Regions from separate parts of the Danio rerio genome. Here region 1 is linked to region 2. Evidence: chromatin contacts called from public Hi-C data. All regions are on one chromosome and are shown on one strand. The core of a region is the stretch at or near the end of the contact, and the rest is flanking DNA. Distances in the headings are between cores, read along the strand shown. Region 1 overlaps magi1b (membrane associated guanylate kinase, WW and PDZ domain containing 1b). Region 2 holds the start of phtf1 (putative homeodomain transcription factor 1).

Evidence for each region. Hi-C and Micro-C count contacts between places; a contact is called where the count stands out from the background.
Region 1: a Hi-C map of embryo shows a contact between it and region 2, with 3 times the contacts expected there. The contact joins the enhancer-like site here to the promoter of phtf1 in region 2. A contact is called at or near these places in 9 of 18 Hi-C or Micro-C datasets (caudal fin, embryo, hematopoietic stem cells and 2 more) and 3 of 4 datasets of contacts at active chromatin or transcription factors (caudal fin, embryo and gastrula embryo).

The regions. Positions count from the first base shown.
Region 1 is chr11:21,039,255-21,045,417 of GRCz12tu, forward strand. All of the region lies in intron 1 of magi1b (membrane associated guanylate kinase, WW and PDZ domain containing 1b), which reads left to right. Among named protein-coding and RNA genes, the nearest start is that of magi1b, 76 kb to the left of the region's middle. Within about 2 kb of position 4,882, at least 11 of the 62 cell types and tissues checked have an H3K27ac peak or open chromatin away from gene starts, as enhancers often do.
Region 2 is chr11:20,910,444-20,916,682 of GRCz12tu, forward strand. It overlaps phtf1 (putative homeodomain transcription factor 1), which reads right to left and starts at 1,658. Exons shown (of 17, transcript NM_001114429.1): 1 at 1,528-1,658; 2 at 1,208-1,299; 3 at 1,071-1,127; 4 at 908-977. The coding sequence starts at 1,237.

The DNA of each region.
Region 1 (6,163 bases), core at 3,632-6,131, 130 kb after region 2:
ATCTCTTTATAATAAAATAAGCATTAGTGTTAACAAGATTCTTAAAATTGATAAAAAAAAAGGTTACAAAGTTTGTGGTAAATGCTGAACAATCAAAGCAAACTTTAATGTGTCAATAATAATGTTACAGTAAACCTCAAACACATTATGATGATCGAATCTGAGCTTTCAAGTAAAGGAATGATCCATCATTATTCAAATACATACTGTAAAATTACAAATTGTGATGTTGAATGACTATATTACCCCTTTTGCTATAAAATCTTTCAGATAGAGTGCTAGTGGCTGGGATGCACAAGAAAAGAAACCAAACAGCCACTCTGGTGACATCCTCTCATCCTTTTTTATTTATAATTTCCTCATTGCTGCTATAAGGCACTCATTTTTGCTTGTGTCGTTTTTCTGACCTGAAGTGGCGATTACGTAACCCAAAACTTGCACCTGAAAAGAGTGAGCGCGAGGTTTACTTCATGTTCTATGCGCTCTGTGCTCGTGCACCCCTGTCGTCTTTCTATAATAGGCGATCGTCAACCATTTTTTCAGAGGATGACAAATGGACAAACCATTGCTGCAGCTCTCATACAAGTTTATGGAGAAAATGAAAAACCGCTGCAGTTTTTGGATGTGCTGTGTGTGTCTGAGGTAATTAGTCTATTTTTACTGAAATGTGTATATTCCATACGAAGTGGGAAGCAGATTGGTTAGTTCTACTGTCATGATCACGGTGCGCTTGCGGCATTTGGAAAAGTTTAGATGTTTTTCAACTAGCTGCGACTGGATAATGCTACTGCATGACATGCGCACTGCTTGCACACCATGTGCACGTCGCTACCTATTTTCCGTGAAAGTTGCGTGCCTCGATTGCAAATGACAAACTTACACCCTAAGTTTATTGGCATTCCTTCTAATGCGCGCCCTCAGCACCTAAATTTTAGTAAAACAATAGCGATTCATACGGAAACCTCATACCAAACTTTTTTTTATTGTTATTGTCAATGGAGTTCAGTTAATAAATACTGAAACATTGAGGCAATGAAGATGCAGGTGAATATAATTTTTATTGTCTGCATAAAGATCTAATTATATAGGTGTTATTACCTTGCCTAAATGATCAATACAATAGAAAAAAGAGGGGGTGCCAGTCAAGAGCCTAGTGGGACACCTTTTTTAACTGTTTCACTTTATTCAATTTTTTAATGAGATTTTATTTATCATTGTTCTTTTTTCTTGTTTTTAATTTGCTTAATTTTGTCGTTTTGCTTTTTACTGCATAATTTGTAATGTTTTGTTGATCAAAGTATTTTCTGCTGTTTTATTTTAATTTGCTATATTTTTAATTTTTTGTTGCTTTTTTAATTATAATAAACATATTTATTTATGTAGATGTGTTACTACAGCTACTTTAGGCCTGTCATGAATGAATAAATATGACTCTCGAACCTCCAGTAGGTGTCAGTCAAATTCCAGTCTTAATGATTGATTCGTTCAAGACGTCAGATTCATTTAGAAATAAGGCAAATCACTTCAAAATATCCAAAATCACTCTCTTTAACCGCTCATCACAGCAATATTCGAGGAAACAGCCAATATTAGGGGTGTCTTAAACAATATACAACAGTCCAGTTATAGTGGTAAGTGTACAATCAGCACTGTGTTTAGATGTATGTGTGACGCAGGTGATCTGTGCGCTCATGCGTTGTGTCTTTGTCTGAATGAGTGCAGGTTTTCGGATCTGACAGATTGCGAAGCCCCTTGAGGTTTTGTGGCGGTAACAGACTCTGCACATATGGGCGCTTGATATTTTAAGCATGAAAATTAAGGAAAAAATGTTATTTGGAAGGCAACGCATTAAAATTGCATGTGCTTCACATTCCCTTGGCTATCATAGGGGAGGTTTTCAGTGTTTTTGTTTTCTAACTACTTTTTTTATTGTAGCCTTGAAACTGTTTTATATAGGACAAGTGTGTCATGCTGTTTTTGTTTAATCTAATAATTTATTTAAAAATCAGTTACAATGCAATACATATTTATTTTAATGTATTTTTTTGCTGATGAGAACATCTATTATTAATATATTGATTTGTTGTGTTTTGACTTTTTTTACTGTTTATAAAAGCCTTTTTTTACATTTAAATGCCATGGTCACTTTTGTTTTGTATTTTATTTGCATTTATATATGTGTGTGCATGTAGTTTAATTTTTGTTTAGTTTTGTGTTTTGCTTCAGTGTTTTGTTTTTTTATTGTTCTTTTATTTGTTTTGATTTATTGTTTCTTTTTTATCTTTTATCTTTTATTTAGTGTTTTGTTTTATTTATTGATTAATTGATTAATTATATTTTACTTAATTGTTATTTTTTGTTTGTGTGTCTTTAATTTGTTTTGTTTTATTTCTTTGTGTTTTTTTTAGTTTTTGAAGATTTAGTTTTTGTGTAGCTTTGTTCTGTTTTTATTTGTCTTGCTGTGTTTTGTCTTATTTTGGTAGTTTTGTTTAGTTTTAGTTTTGTTTTTATGGTTATTTATATTTTGTTGTGTTTATAAAACATTTTTTTCATTTCATTTATTAATTTACTTTTATTTTAAAAACAAAATTTGTATTGCATATATTTACTCCTAATGGCACTACTTAACACATTCAATGCATTTTTTTTCATATATTTTCAAAAAATATTATTTTAAAAAATAAAAGATTTTTGAATACTAACTCATCTTTATTTTTTGAAGTATGCCATCAAATATTTCAGATTCTCATTAAACACTTTTTTTTTATTTTTTATAATGAAACCAAAATTAAGTGTAGTAGTGTAACAGGGTTATGTTTGTTTGATTGTTTATTTTCTCTTGTAAACCAACAGTGCTGTATAGTGTAAATCAGGAATTCCCAAACTTTTCAGACTGCAACCCTCAAAATAACAATGCCAGTGACTCGCCACTCCCAATATCTGAGGTGGTATATAAACCTTGCACACAGCTCTGCAGCATCAAGTTACCTTACAATTTTAAGTTGTCAACTTTTTTACAGTGTTGTTTCTTTTTTATGGTAAGTTTTAAGCTTTTCTTTTAGTATTTTGTTCTGTTTTATTTGACTTAATTTTTGTTTTGTTCTCTTTTATTTATATGTTTAATTATTTCTGTGTTATGTCTGTCTTGTTGTTGTTGCTTTTGTTTTGGTATGTTTATAAAATCTTTTCACCTTCATATGCCACAGTTTTATTTTTTTACTCTGATCTCTTATTTAAAGATCTCCTTCTCTCCTCATGCTCATTGGATTCATGATTTGTTCTAGGCTCATTTTGTTGGTTCATAAAGACAAGTTTAAAACCTATTTTAAAACTTATTTTTTTAAGTTTAAAACCTATTTAACATCACCTATACCCTGCTGTATTACTGTATCAATATTACGTAGCACATAGTTTGCACAGGATCAGGGCTGCATGTGGGCCACTGTTAGATTAGTGTGTCAAAGACTTGTTTGGGAAGTTGCCTAAGCCTATGTTTATGATGTGCATGTATATAGTGTCTCTCTCTATCTCTCTCTCTCTCTCTTTCTCTCTCTCTGCTTGTGAATGTAGTTAAATGACGGGGCCGCTTGAGTGAGTTATCGTGCTAAATATAGATTCAGGCAGATGTGGCCTGATGTGGAGAACTTCACCTTCACCGGTCTGTGACTCAGCATCAGCATCAGCGCTGCTCAAACTGGGTCATGGACATCAGCTCCAGGGTCGGAGCGGCCCGAGAGCAGAGAATCACAGGAAAACGCCAGGACGGATGAAGGAAAAGTCTGGAGGTGATAGCAGTAGTCCCAGATGTAGAAGTGTTTGATGGAGCTGTGGGGCATGACAGTGGTGAAGGAGAGTTCTTATCTACGATATTATCATCACAATTTATTTATGCTATACTACATATATTTTTTTATTTATTTATTTGACTACAAACAGCTTCTCTTAGGTTGTGAAATATGCACACAGGATGGATAAAACCTATCCTGTCTACTGTCATTCCAAAGTAGTATTAAATAAAATAAAATAAAATAAAATAAAATAAAATAAAATAAAATAAATTTTTTATTTTATTTTTAATTTAATATAGTATAATTTAATGAAATTTTTATTTATTTATTTCTATTTTATTTTACATTTAATTTATTTTAAAAATAATTTAATTAAATTTTAAATATCATTTTCATTTAACTTTTCGATTTATTTTAGTTTAGTTTTAATACTTTTATATATTTATCTTGCATTTAAATTTTTTTTTAAACTTTTTTTTTATTGTATTTTTATTTTGAATAACTTAATATCTGGAAAGTGTTTGCTTTTGCTGTATTTTTTCCAGCTACGTTCATCACTCTATTTACTTTTATTGTCATTAATTTATTAGAAGGCTTTTCTTAGTTTTTTTGTTATTATTATCATATTTATTATTGTTATTATTATTATTATTATTATTATTATTATTATTATTATTAATCATTTTATGTCATAAATAACAGATTTATTATTATTATGTTCATTTATAATAATAATAATAATAATGATAATAATAATAATAATAATAATAATAATAATAATAAAAATAATAATAACAATAATAATAATAATCTGTTTGCCTATTTATTTGAGTAAAAAATCATTGTTTTATTTCAAATTTAGTTTTGTAATTTTAGTTTTATATATATTTTATAATTAAAGTGTTATTTGATTTTATTATTATTAGTAGTAGTATTATTATTATAACTCAATCCATTTTATTGTACATATCAGAAACATTTAACATAGGTCATCATGCATATTTTTATGTCAGAAGCTCATACACTAACCATCTGTGTGAGGAATTAAATCAGGTGATAAATGCATGTAGCCAGTGTTCAGTGTCTCCCCCTAGTGTTGCTGTTGCTCTGCTGCAGCTCTGCTCTCTCAGTCAGATCAGATCAGATCTGCTCTCCTTCAGGGCTCCACGTGCTTCATTTGGTTACAGTGAAGCATCAGCAGAATGAGAAATCAATGGTGAAATCAAAGGCTGCTCTGCTGGTGGTGCTGTAATGTCTGCCATGTTGACTCCTGAGTGAACTTGCTGGGGGGGCTGTTTTTCCCTGCAGGGGCTCAGGGTCGGGCTTTCAGCAAACACAGCGGTGGCGTCACATGAAGGAGGAGAAAACACCGGGATGAGGGACTGAGGGAATGAATGAAGTCAGGAGACAGAAATGTGCTGAGGAAGCTGAGGGGAAGGAAGGAGAGTGAGGAGGTGAAGGGTTTACAGCGGTGTACTAAAAAGTTCAGGGCTCTTTTGTGTTTTGGTTTGAATGAAAAGAGCTTTTTGGGAGGAGAAGATGCCGTATGTGGAGCTAACAGTTGTGTTTGAGATATTTGGTTATTAAGTATTGTTCATTGAATTGAATTAATCCAAGAAATCTATCTATTTATTTTCGTTAATTATTTATTTTTTTATTTTTTTATGAAAAGTGACATTTAACTTAGGCCTGGGGAATTAATAATTTGGGGGGAATTCATAATTTTATGTATATGTTTATATTTTATTTTTATGTACTTTTTATTTCAAATAATTGTCAAATTATTTGAATTAATATTTATAAATAATTTTGTATAAACCAAAATGTACATGTTTACCATACTTTTTTATTTTTTATAACAAAATAATATAAATATTCTAAAATAATATAATATATGAAATAATGTATTCTGTTTATTTTATTAAAATAATATATATTATATTTAAATTAGGGATGCTCATATTAACTTTTTAACCAATAACCAAAAGGATGCATTTTTAACTAATTAATGGTTAAAATTTATTATTATTTTTGACCCGATCTGGCAAAATAAGTTTGAAATGCACTGTTCTATTTTAAGATACAGGCTGATAAAGTGAAAAAACAATGAAAAAAAATCCTGTTGAAAACACTGCAGGAGAAAGAAGATTTGATGATGTTCGGTTGTTTAGATGTTTTGTGTTGTTCTGTGCTACAATTCAATATTTTAAAATGCAATAGGCCTATTTAATGTGTTAGACACACAATACACACATCAGTTATTTATTAATTAATTAATTTATTAGGTTAATGGTTAATATTCAGTTAATGAGCGGCCACTGTCGGTTGGGAAAATTAACCGAAACGAGCATCCCTAATTTAAATTTAATCTAATT
Region 2 (6,239 bases), core at 408-2,907:
CTTCAGTAAAAAAGGTAATATTTGTCATTATTTTAGTTATCATTTGTCAAAAAATGTTGCTAAACTGTGAAAGAGATTCTTTTTAATTATTTGAAAGAAACACTGCTGTAAAGACACTAGTTTTACTGTCTAGAAGAGCATCGTACTATATAACAACGACTAATTTTATTACAAAACAAACAAAGTAAAATACAAACATTTATCAAGCTTAATAGGTTAGGTTTCCTTAACCTATACAATATCATTTTTAAATGTTCATTACAAGCAAATGTTTGGAATTGGTAAATGTTTAAATTTCTTAACCATATATACAGTAATATATATTTCCGTTTTATTTCATAACTGTAAAATTTGATACTCGAAAATATTTTTATTATAAATGTTGAAAACATTAGTGCTGCTTAATATTTCTGTACATTGATTGATACATACACACAAAAAAAATCAGAGCATTGATTTTTAAACAAAAATTTTGCAAAATTATAAATGTCTTAAGTGTCACTTTTGATAAGTTTATTGAATTTTAGCTGAATGAAAAGATTTCTTTAAAAAAATGTTAGTAACATGGTGTTACACACATTACATTTGATTATGGTTAGTTTTATGATTGTAATACTTGCACAATTCTGAATAAGAATAAAATAACACATTGAATATTAAAAAAATGGTTGTCATCTACAGTATTTATTTGACAGTTTCTATTGAATCTGACCTGGTTTACAGCCTGTATCAAGTATACACTCACAAAAATAAAGGTACAAAAGCGGTCATAGGATCTGGATCAGTTCATTTTTGTACATTTAGGTGCCAATATGTACACTAATAACACACCAGTATGGACGCTTTTGCACCTTTATTTCTAAGCAATGACAACAGATTTAGGAGCTAAACCTGTATGGCAACTCACCTCTTACTAGATCGACATCAATGAGATCTGGCTTAATATGGCCAGTCTTTTTAAGTTTGTTTCCAAAGCCCTGTTCAAACGGAAGAGTTTCACAAATCTGATTGCACACATTTTACACAATAGCAACAACAACAAATACATCTATATTTCAAAAACAAATTACCTTAAACTCAGTCTGTTCCAGTGATTTTTCCCAAATCTGTTGATCATAAGCTCCAATCTTTGACAAGAACACGACAGACATTTTAACTCCTTTCTAAAAACAACCTCTGTTTACCTGACAGGTATAGACACACTCACTTTTTTCTGATACCATGCTATTCCTGCCATATTTGAAATACATTAGCTCAGCTCATCTCAGACAGCAGTGTGGTTCACTGGAAATTCCATTCCTCGAAAGAGCAAGACATTCAAGTGTATGTCATTATCGTTGACATTAAAAAGAAAACGCCTGCAAGCAGTATGCTGTACACATAATAGGAAGCGACTCATCAAGAACAAATACAGCGAGCGGGCGTGTTTCAAAAACTAGAACGCCGCCTACCTAGACAGCACACGACAGTTATTGATAAAGTTGCTGTAGTTTTAGGTCTCGTGACGTAATATAATATTAAACTTACCTGAAGCTCAATAAACTGTAGTTTCCTCAGAAGTGCGTGAGGAGTTTTGTCAACATTTTCTGCTGAAGCTGAAACAAACCTCGCCCCCCTTCACCAAAACTATCTGACGCTACATCATCAACAGCTCTGGAAGATGTACAAACAGCCGTCTAAAGTTGTGAGCTGTCTTTATTTGACGTCAAACCAGAAAATCTTTAATTCGGCTCGATCAGGTCGGCCGTTGAAATAAGATGTTGTAAAAGAGAAGTGATTGTTAAAGTTCCCACTCTCATCAACGACGCTGCTGCTGCTGGCAGAGACGACAAGTGTGTGAAGCAAGAGATTACGACACAGCAGCCGCAAATGGCGGAAGTACATGGCGTACAAAATAAACTGCGGTAAAAGTGTGGAATATTTAACAAAACAAACAACAAATAAATATAAAACAGACAACAATAAAAAGATAATTTAATAAACCATGCAACAAAAAGGCAAAAAAGAACAAAATCCAAAAAAAAAAAATGCATTGTTCTTTGGTTGTGGTTGTTGTGGACAGCTTATTCACAAACATTCATATTCTTTACATTCTATTCACTGGTCAGATCTCTGGCGTTTTTATCTATAAGAGTATTTTACATTTATTAACATAAAACATTTTATTAAAATTAAATTGAATAGAATAACAATATTGCACATGATTTTTCCTAATGAAACAAAATCATATTGTTTTTTTAATGTATGTGCAGGGCAGTGATGGACCTACAAGTGTCGTTTGAAAGTGGAATTGTATTTACCTTGTGTTTACAATAGCAAAAATAACATTGAGGAGACAGCAGTTTAATTGATTAGTTAAAATTGATTTTGATTTGATTGATTGATTAATTAAAATTTCCACAAATATCAAGTTAAAAACACCCGGTAGGTGGCGGCAGAACACTCTTAATTCATTCAAATAGAAAAAAGAACCAAACAAATGTGTATGGATCAGGGAATAATTAATGACACTGATTTCATTTATAGATGACAAACATACCGGGTTATATAGGAAGATTTAATAAAGACTTTTACTCTGCTGGACCTTTTTCATATTTAATCGATAATATAAATTTATATTCATTCAAAGTAGAACATTAACCCATTTGTGCTCAAATCGTTAAAATTGTTTTCATGCAGATATCCTTGTTAACATTGTTAGTGTCAAACAGCCTAACCATGTAAAAAAGCTGCAGTAGGCAATACCTATGTCTGTATGGACAGCTGGGCTTAAGGTAGGAACTGAATTTGTTCGTAGTTTTGTGTTTTTCTGTAGTGATTCTGCATTTTAACAGCGATGTTCATTATTCTCTGTGTTATTTTAAATCTTTGTGGGAAAGAGACCAGTAGGAGAAGTTAATTTTACAATTTTGCTGTGTTTCAACTTGTGTATAAAAAGTCTACTTTAAAGTAAAGATATTAGTTAAAGGGTTATTTTTTAAAGGGGTTATTATGAAAGCAAAAAAAAAACAAAAAAAAAACTAAACATTAAACTAGGCCAATAACCTTAATTTATTAACTTATTAACTCTATTCTCTAATTCGTCATCATTTACTTACAAGGTATTTGCCCTCCGGCAACCATGGTTGCCGCTTGAACATGTCAAACTATGCACAAAGATATCTCTTGAAAGACTTGTTTTGTTTGGATCCTAGAGACCTTTATGATTCTATTGATTCATTCATTCATTCATTCATTTTCTTTTCGGCTTAGTCCCTTTATTAATCCGGGGTCGCCACAGCAGAATTAACCGCCAACTTATCCAGCATATGTTTTACGCAGCGAATGCCCTTCCAGCAGCAACCCATCACTGGGAAACCCATGCACACACGCATACATACACTATGGACAGTTTAGCCTACCCAATTCACCTGTACCACATGTCTTTGGACTGTGGGGGAAACCGGAGCACCAAAGAAAACCCACGCGAACACAGGGAAAACATGCAAACTCCACTCAAAAACGCCAATTGACCCAGCCGAGGCTAGAACCAGCGACCCAAGGACTTTCTTGCTGTGAGGCGACACCTACTGCATCACTGCATCGCCTATGTTAATTTATATATTTGTAAATAAAAAATATTTTTATTAACATAAAAATTGCTGTTTATGAAGGTTTGCCATTTTGCATCCTGGAATTAGAGGTAGGAAGTTGAAGGCCTCATGTGACAGCAAGTAAACCAATTGCTTTTTTTCTGTCCTGAAATCTTTTATTTGGTTATTTGCTTGCATGTCATTGAGAAATTAAACATAGATAACATGTGAAAAATTACTTAAAAGGAAAATGGTAACTATGAGCTTCTGCAACTATAGTTGCCGGTAGACTTAAAAGGGTTAATTAGTAAGGAAACAATAAACTGGATTAATAAGTGATTAATAAGTTTCCTTTTAGAAACAAAACTTACTCCTATTCCTAATAACTTGAAAAAAGTAATCATTTCGAAACTCAGAAAACAGTTCAGCAATGGCACAAGAAAGAGAAACATTTGGACACAAGCCCAATAATTTAATAGTCTTAAATCTCAACATGCAAGGTTAGTGTTTTCAGTTTGTTTTGAATTATTCTGAGAAGTATCCCATTCAAAGGTAAAACAGAACTACCGAAACACTTCTAGGCGGAAAGGTGGAAGTGAAGTGAAGTGAAGTGACGTCATGGTGAAAAGGGTCTATTGTTTCAAGAGTGCATTTCAAGTATTTTATTTATGTTAGTTTAAAAAACTGTGACCATTCCACAGGTGAGTTAATTTTCAGTACACGTAAACGCAGAAAATTAAATGCACACACATTAGCGATTGCACCAATTGCAATTTTCTAGGCCTAATCCGGCTTTTAGTAATTTTGATATGCTCATATTGATTTTTTGCTGAAAACCGTACTACTGCTACTAGGCTAGTACTACCACAAATAATATAACACAAGATAAATCATAATAAAAACTGAACATCACAGTTTCCCCCAAACTACATTATCAACAACAACAAATTTAGTGTTTTCCAGTCTATAATTTCACTTATTTCTCATTTCAAAAAAGTGTAGCTGAGCATATTATTGTTTTATAGATTGTCCTATTTATTTTTTTATTTAATTTTATCTAGTATTTGCTAATAACCTCAACATCACTCATGTTTTTTCTCTAAACACAATTATGATTGATTTCCTCACTCAATAACATAAAAAATAGTTTGAAAAAAACAGTTTGATATGACTTAAATGACATTTTAAACCAATTATCTGAACAAATTAACTGGTCAAAAGTCTTACTGTCAGTCAAAATGAGCTAAAGTGCAAGGAAACATGTACAGCAGGGTGTGAAATAACTGAAATTATTAGTAAGCAGAACTGTAATACAGCCAAGACCTGCCTGGAACTACTTTAGCCATTTATCGGTAAATAATTGCTTGCCTTAGAAAGTTTTTCAGCCAATCAGAATCAAGCATTCAACAGTCCCCTTATAAGTAAAGAATAATTGGTGATAGATCAATGAAGTTATAATGCACTAGGGACTAACTGACCCAAATTTATAAAAGTTCCTTTATACTTTAATTGAAACAACAAAATGTAAGAAAGAAAGGAACAACGTGTTAAATAAGCTATCCAATCAAAAGATAAATGTAATGCATGAAATATGTCATACTTTTAAGTACATCTAAATCACACAATTGAGGTTAAGTAATCAGTTATATTTAATATACTTAAATTACACTATCCTGTATAAGTGGTATTTTAAGCATATTCAGAGAAGCACACTTCAGGTAAACTGAGTATTTATTTTGTTTTAAAGAAGTATACTTATAGCAAACTTAAACTTATAAGGGTTTAAAATTGTTGGACTAAAATAATATTTTTCAGAGTGCATTAAACTATAAAATGCATTTGTAAATTTGTTTTAAGGCCATTTTTAACATATAATATGATTCAAAGGCATTCAAATGCCATTTCAAGTTAAATAAGTTAAGGCAAATAAATAACATTCTAAGTCTTAAAATAGAAAAGCAGTTGAAATAATTATGTTCCCTCTGTAACATTTTTACATAAATTTCTATTCATTAATTCTATTTCCTTCGGCTTAGTCCTTTTATTCATTATTATTATTATTATTAATTGAATAAACTAAATTGGCCGTAGTGTATATGTGTGAATAAGTGTGTATGGATGTTTCCCAGTACTGGGTTGCAGCTGGAAGGGCATCCGGCATATGCTGTAAAACATATGATGAATAAAAAGCAGAATGATGTGAAATACTTTTTCTGTATAAAGAAACTGTACATGCCTGTTCTTGTTGATAAAACATTTAAAAAAAAGAAAAAAAAGAAAAGAAATGAATAAATAGTAAGAAATCACAAAAGACTGTGATTGGTCAATAACAATACGCGCTGAAAAACAGTTCCGTTGCCATTTTCAAGTAGTGACAAAAATGCGCTGTCCGTTTTTCACCGCTAGATGTCAGCACTTTAATTGAATTAGTTTACATCACAATGACAGATTCATACGTATTTGTTTTTCTTTTCTCCAAATCTTAAGATCGTTTTATAGTGCTGTTGAATTCCTGTCTATTTCACGTGTCTCCTCATTTCTCCTTTTTATATAATGGCTATTCTAAATAAACCCTTTATTTAATTGAATTCACATGTCTGTTTCTGTCTGACAAAATAAAATTACTGCAGAAATCCAATTGAATCTTTTGACACTAATCAACACCAT